3 separate regions of the Mus musculus genome follow, and regions 1 and 3 are each linked to region 2. Evidence: chromatin contacts called from public Hi-C data. All regions are on one chromosome and are shown on one strand. The core of a region is the stretch at or near the end of the contact, and the rest is flanking DNA. Distances in the headings are between cores, read along the strand shown.

The links. Hi-C and Micro-C count contacts between places; a contact is called where the count stands out from the background.
Region 1: a contact with region 2 is called in a Hi-C map of olfactory sensory neurons, with 3 times the contacts expected there. The contact joins the enhancer-like site here to the promoter of Rnf152 in region 2. A contact is called at or near these places in 2 of 39 promoter capture datasets (liver and neural stem cells), 3 of 484 Hi-C or Micro-C datasets (embryonic stem cells, nephron progenitors and olfactory sensory neurons) and 3 of 9 other capture datasets (adipose tissue, liver and pancreatic islet).
Region 3: a contact with region 2 is called in a Hi-C map of olfactory sensory neurons, with 2.1 times the contacts expected there. The contact joins the enhancer-like site here to the promoter of Rnf152 in region 2. A contact is called at or near these places in 1 of 39 promoter capture datasets (liver), 7 of 484 Hi-C or Micro-C datasets (Sertoli cells, cerebellum, embryonic stem cells and 3 more), 1 of 115 datasets of contacts at active chromatin or transcription factors (embryonic stem cells) and 3 of 9 other capture datasets (adipose tissue, liver and pancreatic islet).

What each region holds. Positions count from the first base shown.
Region 1 is chr1:105,240,453-105,244,282 of GRCm38.p6, reverse strand. No RefSeq gene overlaps it. Among named protein-coding and RNA genes, the nearest start is that of Gm17634, 110 kb to the left of the region's middle. Within about 2 kb of position 1,967, at least 6 of the 459 cell types and tissues checked have an H3K27ac peak or open chromatin away from gene starts, as enhancers often do. A contact at or near this core is called in olfactory sensory neurons, where this site is marked.
Region 2 is chr1:105,355,053-105,358,955 of GRCm38.p6, reverse strand. It overlaps Rnf152 (ring finger protein 152), which reads left to right and starts at 2,246. Exons shown (of 3, transcript NM_178779.4): 1 at 2,246-2,613; 2 at 3,793-3,903. Gm17634 (predicted gene, 17634) reads right to left here and starts at 2,949. Exons shown (of 2, transcript NR_151540.1): 1 at 2,051-2,949.
Region 3 is chr1:105,284,613-105,288,546 of GRCm38.p6, reverse strand. It overlaps Rnf152 (ring finger protein 152), which reads left to right. Exons shown (of 3, transcript NM_178779.4): 3 at 3,593-3,934. The coding sequence starts at 3,717. Among named protein-coding and RNA genes, the nearest start is that of Gm17634, 69 kb to the left of the region's middle. Within about 2 kb of position 1,481, at least 6 of the 459 cell types and tissues checked have an H3K27ac peak or open chromatin away from gene starts, as enhancers often do. A contact at or near this core is called in Sertoli cells and olfactory sensory neurons, where this site is marked.

The DNA of each region.
Region 1 (3,830 bases), core at 718-3,217, 110 kb after region 2:
ATCTGATGCCTTCAGTCAAGCCCAGGCATTGAGGGTCGACTCTTCTACCGGAGGTGTAAACCTCCTTAGACTAGACCGGAAGTCGCCCAGGAGTGTGGGTCTCAGTTGTTCCAGAGAATTCTCTCTCCATGGCACTGCTGGGTCTTTTATTTTTAATCTTAGTATTTATATGATGAGGGTCCTTAATAACATACTGTTTTGATGTTATAATATTTCACATTTCCAAAACTAGTGAACTGTTCTTAAGCTTGTTAGTGATGATAACAAATGAAAGGCTCTATATTCTGATGCCGTCAGGATGTTAGCTCCCCACAGCTCCTGGGCTTACTTGATTCCAAGTACCTAGAATGCACATGTTAAGTGCCTAACATATTTGTGTAATGAGGAAGTGAATGATTAAGAACTGTAAAGACTCCATTAAATTATAGCCCCCTTTAAGGTATGAAAAATCTTTTTTCAGTTTTTCTATCCTTTGTCAAATAGATTGTTGCCTTTATTCTTACTTAATTATCCTTCCTGCTTGATTAGTAATGCTAGAAGATGTTCAAATAGCTTCCTTTTCAGAAGTAATATGGCAATTTTTCTTAAGTTCAGAAAATTATCAACTGTTCCAAAAGAGCTCTAGATGGTCACTGCACGAATTATCTCTATTTATATTCCCTTTAATCTAACAAGGAAGCGAGTCTGCCAAGACCTGTAATAACTGATAAGACCATTCATTATGCAGTCTCCAGGCACAGTTCTCGGTGGCAGCGGTGAGCACAGACATCTGCCAGGGACTTAATGCCAATCACGTGCTCAAATGGGCTGCTATATTAAGAAAAGGTATTGAGGAAAGTGTAAATGTTGAGCTGAAGTTTAATCAGAAATCATCTTTACAAAGGGCTGTTAGATTCCAGCTATATGGGAGTTGTCAAATGGTTGCACTAAAGCTGAGTTTTTAGTACTGCCTGCACATTTATATCCCTCAGGTTACCTATAACAAAGCTTCTATATGGTATTTTGTTGTGGTAACAAGGTAAAAATTTCCTGTTTAATTCTTCTATAAGGAAAATCATTGTCTATTTGTGCTATAAAAGGAATAGGAAAGAAATGTGTGTGTAGGGGGTGAGGGGGACACACAGAGATATATAGGGAGAGACACAGACAAAGAGAGGCACAGAGACTGATAATGTCTGGTACCCATCTCAAACTAAAGGAATGAGGATTTCTGATTCCAGGCCTGGGCCTCAGAATTTGGAATTTATTGATGTTCCCTTGATGTGACTTGAGCATTTCTTTGAAGATAATACTTACTGTAGGTTCTCTGGATAATGCAGCAGCTTCTTGGTAGCAGATAGATAAAAGAACTTGAGTTTGGTTGTGTGTGTGTGTGTGTGTGTGTGTGTGTGTGTGTGTGTGTGTTATTCTGTTGGCTGTAGACTGATGTGATGCATAGAGGTATTATAGGTGTGGATGGTGTCAATGTCTGGAAATAAGAAGCACCATGAAGCAATGCATTAGTCACTATTGTGCTTCCATTAGAGTTATCAATGGATCTCCTCATCTGATTTGAAATTGAGCTGTTTATCTATCTATGCAAGGTTATGGCCTTGACTTTAGCATCTCTGAGCACGGTGGCTTCAAGGAGACAAGCCCCTTCTCCTGTATATTGCAGTAAGACAGTCAAACTTGGTTCATGGTCCTAATTACAGCAATAATGGAGCATCCTTCACAATAAACTGCTGGTAGGAGCCTAATTAATGAGCTCAATTCATCTGAAGCAAAGAGTCTACCTACTGCTCAAGAGAGATGCATATCTATCATCTGACGTGGGGCCTGCAGAATGTCCTCTATTAATGTCATTTTAACATCTTTACCAGTGTCTCTTGGAGCATTTTGTAAACATTAACTCTCATGCACTCTTGGGAAAGTTTATAATAGCATACTGTCTGGCAGGTGAATAAACTGCAGCCTTGGATCACAGCAATAACACTGCTCTCTGGAGGCTGAGGACCCAGGAGCTTCCACCAAGGGAGGCCAAAGAAGGAGTAAGCAGTGTTGTTTTGGACAAAAGAAAGTGTGGCAAGCAGTGTTTGCAATGCAGGATTTGATTCTCATCAGGAGAAGAGACAGCACCCCGATTGAGTGTTTCTAATGAGGAAAGGATAGGGGCTAGCACAGTGGCTGGAGTGCTTGCCCAGTATTGAAAAAGCCTAGGGTTTAATCCCCAGGACCACACAATCAGGTGTGGTGACAAACATCTGGAATCCCAGCACATTAGAACTATAGGCAAGAGGATGAGAAATTCAAGGCAATGTTTAGCTACATAGCAAGTTAGAGAGGCCTGCATAGGATGTTCTCTGAGACCCTGTCTCCAGAAGAGGTGGGGAATATCTCATATCCCCCGAGGTTCAAGGGATTCTTTGAAGATACATGCTTTGTCTTAAGGGTTCAATTTGACTCTTTGAGCCCTGAACTGTGGCTCCTCCAGAGAATATCATAGGACATTAGTAACTTTACTGTTGCTGTGACAGAATACCAGACTCACAGTTTAGAGTTCTGCCCATCCTGGCATGGAAGATGTGGCAGCAGGGATATGAGGCAGCTGTAGTTAAAAAGAAGAAAGAAATAAATGCTGGCACTGAGCTCTTTCTTCTTTTTACTGAGTCTGAGACCTTGCCCATGGGATGGTACCACTCACAAAATAAGAGTTGGTTATCACTTGTTAATTACCCCAATCAATGAATTACCCTAACCTCACAGAAGGTTGTCTCCTTGATGATTCTAGATTTTGTTAAATTGGCAATTGACAATAACCATCACATACAGCAAACATTGGGTTAGTCGGTACGGGTTTGAATTTTATCTGCGTAGCCTTGGTCTCATGGCCTAGTTCTGATCTGACTTCTCTGGTCTGTGGCATTTTTATGCCCCTCAGGGGAATGCATTGTGCTACTGGTTACAAGGGGCTGCTGTGACAAATAAGGCAAAGGACGGCGACTCCTTAGGAAGAGTCTGTACTTCACACACAATGATCTCTTCTTAATACAGTCCAGCCAAGTAGCTCTAAATAAATATGATTACAGTGAAGTCTAAGCTTCTTTCTTTCCTTTGGTGACTAAAGCAGAGAGGTCACCCTAGAAAAGATGACATGAAGGTCCAGAAAAATCTGTGATGCCCAAGGTTGGTTAGGTTGTTACTCTGTGAAGGCTCTGTTGACAGCCTGTCTTTTGGCTACTATTTCTGCTCCATCTAAGGATGAACCATTGTATTTATTTCTGGGAGTTTCTGTAAGAAAGCACACAGAGTGGCTTAAAAACAACAAAAACTTATTTAGTTCTAGAAAGTCAAACGTCTATAAACAAAGCTTTGTCTGAGTTGCCATGGAAGAATTTCTTTCTCTCTAAGCTTCTGGTAACCATTGACACTCCCTGGCTTGTCGTCAGACGTGTCAGTTCCCTATGTTCATGTTCTTTCTGACTAGCTTTTTTCTCTATGTATTGTGGCTCCCAGGTTTGCTCTGATATGATCATTAGATTTAGATTACCTCTACAGCAGTGTGACCTCAATTTGTCTGCAAAACTTTCTTTTTGAGGCCATATTTACACCACACAGAAATGAGGACTTGGCCATGTTTTGTAGTTGTTGTTGTTTTTGAGTGGGGGAGTATATTTACACCTACAACACCCTTGGAGAAGTATCAGTCATGGCAGAGGCAACCCTGCAACATCATCCTAAACAGGACCTAGAAAAGGGCTCTGGCAGATGGGATGCTGGAATTCCCTTGGCAGCCTCTGAGACAAGTGTTTGAACATCAGAGAGCTCATAACATTTGTGTCTGCCTGTAG
Region 2 (3,903 bases), core at 997-3,496:
AGTTGGAGGTGTTAACCTTCTACATGCTGAATTCTTGCATTTCTCACTTCAAAGAATTGTCTAGAAAGCAACTGGGGGGGGGCAGTTTGAAACATTTTAGAATAATTACTGAATCCTGAAATTGCTTTCCTAAAAGCAATCTTGAGAGGCACTCATGCATAATAATATTTCTGGGCTAAGCTCTGCTGGTAAAATGTTGGGGTGTTATGAATCACCTTCTTTATTTCAAGTCCCTGACCAACATCTGAGTTGTTAATACCTTGCCTAGTTTCTCATTATTATTTTTTTCCAGAGTCCACAACATGGCTCAGTGAATAAGATGCCTGTCCTAGATTGCCTGATCCTAGATTGATGATCTGAGTGCAGTCTCATGGGGAAGGGGAGAACGGAGTCTTGAAAGTGCAACCTGTCCTCCATACCTATACTGTCACCGGTGTGCACCCCTCTCCCTAAATAAAATATAACTAAAAACTAGGAATTCCAGTTCTTAGGAAAATGAGGCAGGAGGAGTACCAGAATGGTCTGTGCTGCCTGATAAATTCCAGCTTAGCCTAGGCTACATGTATGAGACTCTGCCTCCAAAAGGCCTTTTTAATTTTTTTATTAAAAAAAATTATTTTTTTGAGACAGGGTTTTTCTATGTAGCCCTGATTGTCTAGAACTTGCTCTGTAGATCAAGCTGGCCTCGAACTTACAGAGATCCTTCTGCCTCTGCAGGAGGTCTGTACAACCTCCACTGGGCTAATCCCACCCCCACATTGATGGTGAAGTTAAAGATATTCTTGCAAAGTAACCTTAGGTTCCTAAGACATGCATGCAGAGCCTCTGTGGGTGCTGTAGAGGTGATAAGGGAACAATGGAGCAAGAGTCTGCCTGGTGACTGGAGGAAGCAGAGCTCCTACTGGGATCCAGAGACTGCAAGCTTTGTGGGTCTCCCGGATGCAGGTCCCCCCCCCGCCCCCCCCCCCGCGCCCCCGCCTCCCGATGTGTTAATAGCCTGATTGGAACACCAATTCACAAGTTGTACACGTGGGACAAAGCAAGTAGGACCAGCTGCCAACACGGATTCATTAGCTCATACAGAGCCATCATGGGTCTCAGGACTTCTGGAACAACAGCAGTTCTCAACCTGTGGGTCACAACCCCTTCAGGGGTCACAAAAGACCATTGGAAAACACAGATAGTTGCATTCTGATTTGTAACAGTAGCTAATGTTGCTATATGAAGTTAGCAACAAAAACAATTTTATGGCTGGGGGGGTCACCATAACATGAGCAACTGTGTTAAAGGGTCACGGTATTAGGAAGGTTGAGAACCACTGCTGTGTAAGAAGGAACATAGGACCCATGAAGGGAGCCCAGTACCTGAAGTCTAGAAGAAGCCATTTGCTCTGTGCATTAACAGAGCTCCTTTAGCTGAACCACAGAGATGAGGAGACATAACTCAGGTCAGTTTTCAGTTTCTTAATAGAATGGATCCCAAAAGGCCCCAGAACTCAGGCATGGTGCCCCAGACCAGCAGGGGACACCTATCTCCCCTTTTCTCCACTATATGTTAAGTGAAAAAGCAGGAAGAGACCTTATCTTTAGATTCTCCTGGGGTTACATGACATTAAAAGCATATCCCAAAGGTAAGGGCTTTGTTTCTGTTTAGGAGTACAGAGGATAAATCCAGATTCATGCACCCTAGGCAAGCAAGCACTTTACCTCTGAGCCTGAAGTTGGGTTTTAAGGTGGGCAATAGGGTAAACTTAGTAGACCCTCTAGGCTCCTTCCTGTTCACCTCTCCTGTGAGCTTCCTTTACACAGGAGGTTGAGGTGTGAGGTGTCCCTGTGGGGCTCTTTGGGAGCATATCCCGTTCCATGCTGACAGGTTCCTGCCCTTGTTGGGTTAGTGAACTTTCAGGGGCAGCCAAAAAGAACCCAGGGGAAAGGCAATAGCCTAGACTCCTCCCTCTCCCCTGTGGTCTTGAGTCCAGAGCCGCAGCTGGGTCACCACCTTGGCCAGTCCCAGTCGTTCTAGCCTGTGGTGCTCGGCCTCTAGGTCACACCTGATACCGTTCAGGTCCTCCTTCCGTGCTCGGTCCAGGTGCTCGCTGGTCTACGGTGGGTAGAGGGCGCGTCCCTGCTTCCCCACCCACACCAAGAGGTTGGCCACTGGGGACCGACCGACAGACAGACAGTCGGACGTGCCGGCCAAGCTGCCGGGTGGAGTGCGGGAGGGGGTGGAGCCGCCGGGGAGGGGCGGTCCGCGGAGCAGAGCTCACTCAGCCTCCCGCTCCCTTCAGTGCTTGGGTCTCTGGGGGTGACACCAAAAGCTTCCGCTCAGTGTCCGGTGCCTGGCGGCGGGTGTCCGATCGTGGAGGCGGAGGACAGCCGGGCAGGTGGAGGGCGCCGCCTGAAGCCAAAGGAGAGACGAGCAGGGCTGGGCTGCGGGAGGCGCTGCCGCCACTCTGCCCGCGCTGCCCCGCAACCTGCGGCGGGAGGAGCAGGCAGCAGCCGGCCCTCAGCGCTCGTCTAGCAGAGCGCAGCGGGCAGTGCGGACCCCCGGGATGCTTCCGACGTTGCTGCAGCCGCCGGCGGCGTAACAGAGCCGAGCCTGCTGCTGAGAGAGGTCAGTGAGTTTCGGTTTGTTTTCCTGTTCAGTGTGCTCCCAGGTCCCGGGTGCAGAGGGGACTCGCGTGGAAGGCTGTGCCTAGGAGAAAGCGGGAAAGGGCAACGGTAGCCTGAGATATAACTGGAGGTTCTTCCTGGACTATGATTGGGGTGGTTTGTTTGGTTAAAGGAGTGCGGAGCTGGAGAGGCGTCTCTCGAGGAGGTGGTCCCGGGAGTTGGGTTTTCCTCGGGCTTTGCTTTGAGTTGGGAGCGCGATGGGGTCATGGCAGCTGACTCTGGTTCCTCGGAGTCCTGGGATGCCCCCTGGAGCTCTGGTCCCGGGAGCTCGCCTCATGCACGCGCCGCACGCGCCCTTGAGGTGCGCGCACATCCCTGCCGTGCCCCCCCCCCCCCCCCAGCATTCTCAAGCCCTGGGTCGTCCCCTCCAGTCCTGTCCTGCCTTCCTACTCCCGATTCCTAGCTAGAAGTTGCCCCCAAGCCATTATTGGAAAAGGGGGCCGAATGGAGGGCCAGATTCTGGGGGTCTTTTGTGCGGACCCACGGGCCTGGGGCGCTTGCTTCTGGAAGGACAGCAGCAGGACAAAGCCGGCAGGACTTGTGGGGAGCTTCTCCACAGTGTTGGTTTGGGATCCCGCCTACCGTGGGGGTGTGGTGGGGGAGTGCTGCATAGATTTGGAAACAGTAGGGTAATTGACAAAACAGAGACAGTGACTTGAGGTGGTGGCCAGGCAACGAAAGGATACTCTCAGATGCATCCCTGATTGTGTGTGTGTGTGTGTGTGTGTGTGTGTGTGTGTGTTTGTCTGGGCAGGCGACTACATGCCCCGCATTGCTAGCTGTGTGGGCTTAACTCGTGTATTTTGCTAGCATTTTGCCTTAAAAAGATGATGGTATTCTCCATCCTGACTCCTATATTTCTGAGGCATTACGGTTGATGGTAGCCGCTTTACCGCGGGATAACTTGGGGGCGCGGCAGGGGGGGCGTAGACTGCAGAGGAGCCAGGAGGTGATTATTTATCCAGGAGAGCCTTAATGACCCTTCCCTGTTTTACCAGTCTTCTACCCCCCATTCTCATCCTCTCGGGACGCCTACTCGTGTTCCAGTGGTCTCGGAGGGTGCTTGGATTTCTGTCTGTGCTGGGAGTATCTAACTATTACTGCATGTATTTCACTGCAGGCTGAACAAAGCTGGGTCTCAATCGCGCTTCCTGCTTGTCAGCCTCTTGTCTCCCAAACGCTTACTGTTTCCACTTGATGTCAACACGCAGAAGGGGGTGAAAGGGACGCG
Region 3 (3,934 bases), core at 232-2,731, 70 kb after region 2:
ACTAGGCTTCCATGAATATGGGTAACACAAATTGGACTTGCGTTTTATTTTTTGGGGGGAGAGGGGTGATTCACAAGGATGAGGGGGGTGGGGAGGAATGGAAAGAAAGCGCTGCAAAATCTGATTAACAAATTAGAACTATAGTGTTGTGGAGAGTTGGAACGTTACAGGTCATCCAGAGACTAATAACCTCACCTTAAGTTAGTTGCAGCCCTGAAACAACCATTCCTTTCCCACCTCTGTGTCAGAACTAACATCCTGTGACTATCTAATGATAGAGAAGCAGTTACAGCAAGATAAGGGGAGCTTTTCTATGGGTCTAAGATGCCATTTGTGACATTCTTAGCTTGTGGGTTAGAGCAAAGGAGTGGTCGGTCTGCTGTACCCACTTCTCTGATGTGTCCCTCAATATATTTTAAACTTGCCTCCATTTCTTTGTTCCATGAAACTGTAAAACTCTTTCCACACTGAAATAATGGAATTTGGGGTAACCTAAATCTGTGTTCCCAGGCTATGGTCACTCAAACTTATTCCAGAATAAACTACCCCTTATTCCTTTTCAGAGGAGGGGTGTGCTTTGTTGTGTCAATGTCCATTAAAAACCTCTTAGCACATTGCATAGATACCTTGTTTACTGAAGCCATGGCTCCTCTCTGTCTAACCTAACAGTCTATTCACACGTCTTCCTCATCTGACCCAGACGGATCAGTCTTACTCTTAAAATTGTTGTTTTTCTATTGGCTGCTGTAAAGCCCCATGCCTGGCACGTGCTGCTGGCCACAGTCCTCAGTCCATTGCCTATACTGTCTTCCTTCCCTGGGGAGTCTGCTCTCCTGGACCTGGAAGAGAGCTCAGAGCATAGGTGTTATGAGAAATACTTTATTTATTTTGTCTTTGCTATACTGGAGATAACCTGGGACTTCACTCTCTCACTGCACTATTTCCTCAGCCCTTAATTTATCTGTTGATGATCCTAGGCATTGAATCGGGGACTCACCACATGCTAGGGAAACATCTAGTGCTGTACTGGAGTTTCTTTCCTTCGAAGGTGACTATGCCAAATACCGAGCATAAGAGAAGGGTAAAGCTGTAGTCACCCCAGTGCTAGATCAAGCTCTCTAATGTGGGAGGTGGAGGAATCACTAGGTCATGGATGCTGTCATTTTCTTCGCTCATGCTGTTTTCCTAACCTGACAACAGCCTGCCTAGTCTCTTACTCTGCATGCATCTGAACTCTCTAGAGGTCAGATTTTTCCCTAGACATCCTTGACTCCTCCAGCTTTTCTGACACGGTGTAACAAAGCTTATGTAGTTACAGCTCCCAGCTCTAATTTGGGACTCTCTGTAGACAGACACCATGTCTTAGCTACAAAGATAGATCTAAAACCCCAGGCACAGTGACATGCACTTGTAATCCTAGTGACTGGCCCATGGGCGGTGAAGGTAGGAGGGTTCACTAGCCAGCCATGTCTAGACTGTTGGTGAAATTCCAGGCCGATAAGAGACGGAGTCTCAAAACAAAAAGTGGGAGGTGACTGAAGAATGACCCTGGGGGTTTCCTGTGACTCCCACATGCATGTGAACGCACATGAAGGGATGTGCTCAAACATATATGTATATTTGCACAGTGCTGGACTCAGATTCACCTTGATACATGATAGATCCCTATGACTAGAGATGTTGTTGGTTCTGATATGGACTTTTGGAATGTTGTATTGTTAATTTTAATTTTAGTAACATGTCAAAATAGGTGCTTTTAAAGCACAAGTATGTTTCTCTTCTAATTGACTTTATCAGTGATTAATTTTTGTACTGTATGTCTATTATGCATAACCTTCACGAGGCTTCTCCTGTCTTGGTCTCTCTTGTTTTCACTACTGTGCTGTGTGCTAGCTGGCCTCATGTTTCTGGCCAGTGATGTCGCTGCCTCTGGTCTCACTATACTTTAGAATGCTGGTATTACAGATGTGGGGTGCCAGCAGCAGCTTTGGGGACTTTTCATGGGTTCTGCCATCTGAACTGAGGTTGCCAGGCCTCCATACCACGTTTGCACCCCAGGCATCTCTTTCTGCAAAGTAGGTTCTTTTTCATGCATTCTAAAATTTTATTTTAACAACGTATATATCTAAGAGGGTGACTTTTTTATTTCCCAAAGGAAATTATATTAGAAATATAAAACTTTCCGGCAAACAGTTCTTTCCAGAGTCATGACTCCATGCAAAGAAGCAGAATATGGCTGCTTTCGGACTGGAAGCAGACCTGGGCAGTCTTCCTTGAAAACCTGGGGAGCAGAAAGGGCAGCCCTCGAACCTCATTTCAATTTCAATAGGTATCTCCCCTGATACTAGGGAGGGCTGCACACTTATACTCTATATAATATACAGTCTTCCTGTTAGTTCTTCACTAATAATTGTGATCAGTGAGGTTTTTGCTTTTAGGAGCTAGGATCTGGGACTCGCTGTACAGCACCTTTCTAGCATGTGTGTAGCCCTGGGTTCATTCCCCATTACTACTGAAAATCTCACCAAGTTTAACCTTTAGGCAGGCAAGCCTAAGTAATCATGAAATGAGAGACCAGACTGAGTTTCTTCTGTGGAGTTGGCCTGCAGTACTTCCAGACCCTCTCCTACCCTGCTTTTGTTGTGGGTGTCTCTTGTTCTTTTGGCCACTTTTAAGATGATTTGATAAGAATTGTCTTACAAAAGGTGTTTGGAGGAAGAGATAAAAAGATGGACCTTGTGAGCTTCTGCCTGTGGGGTTATTTCAGTCACGCTGTTTGCCTGCCTAGAAATGTCACAGTGAAACCCCTTCCTTTGGGAAATCCACGTATGTAGAAAGAAATGAGACTGACAGATAAACTTCCTGCCGTGAGGAGCAGAGTTTGCATCCCTAACATCCAGTTGTGGTTACCTCCTTTAAACCTAGCACTCAGAGAGCAAAGACAGGGGACAGGTAACTAAGCTGGCTAGGCTGGCCGATGAGCACGCCATGTTTTCAATGGAAGAGTCCCTGCCTCAATGAAATGGTTTGGAGAGAAACTGAGAAAAACTGACAGTAGCCTTGGGCCTACATGTACATGTACACGTACATGTACATACACACATGCACATACATAGGCATACACCAACATTGGGGGAAAAAAAGAAAAGAAACAATAAATGTGGAGGTGATGGGATGTGTTAATTATGGGGATTTACTCGTTACACAGTGTGACCATGTATTGAAACATCACATTGTGCCTCGCAAATTCACGGTAGTATTATCTGCCATTGCAAAATAACAAAGCTTAAAGACACAATGAAAGAAAGGAGTGGTCATAAAACAAGGAAGCAATTCTTACACAAGCACCTGCTCTATCAAGTTCCCTGTATCTAGCTGTGAAGTCTTACAGGGAGGTAAGTAAAGGCAAGACATGGTATGTGGTTTCCTGCTGGGCGTTACAGGAAACCTATGGTCTTACCAGTAGGATTTTTTTTTCTTGTGTTTGACCCAGGAACAAGACTTTTGAGTCATGATATGTTTTAACTAATCCATATTGTAACTTTTAAAATGGATTAATTAGTTTCATCTGCATTATTTTTTTCTCCCCCAGAAATTAGCACATTTGTGAATGCTCGATGCCCTGTGAGCTTGAGAAGAGGGATCCAGAGTGGTGACATTTGAGAACCGGCTTCTCCAGCTTCCTGTTGGTCCTGCCCTTTGACTCTTGGTCCGCGATGGAGACACTCTCCCAGGATTCCCTGTTGGAATGTCAGATCTGTTTTAATTATTACAGCCCCCGACGAAGGCCCAAGTTGTTGGATTGCAAGCACACCTGCTGCTCGGTGTGCCTCCAGCAGATGAGGACCAGCCAGAAGGACGTAAGGTGCCCCTGGTGCCGTGGCATCACCAAATTGCCCCCGGGCTTCTCTGTATCACAACTGCCCGATGACCC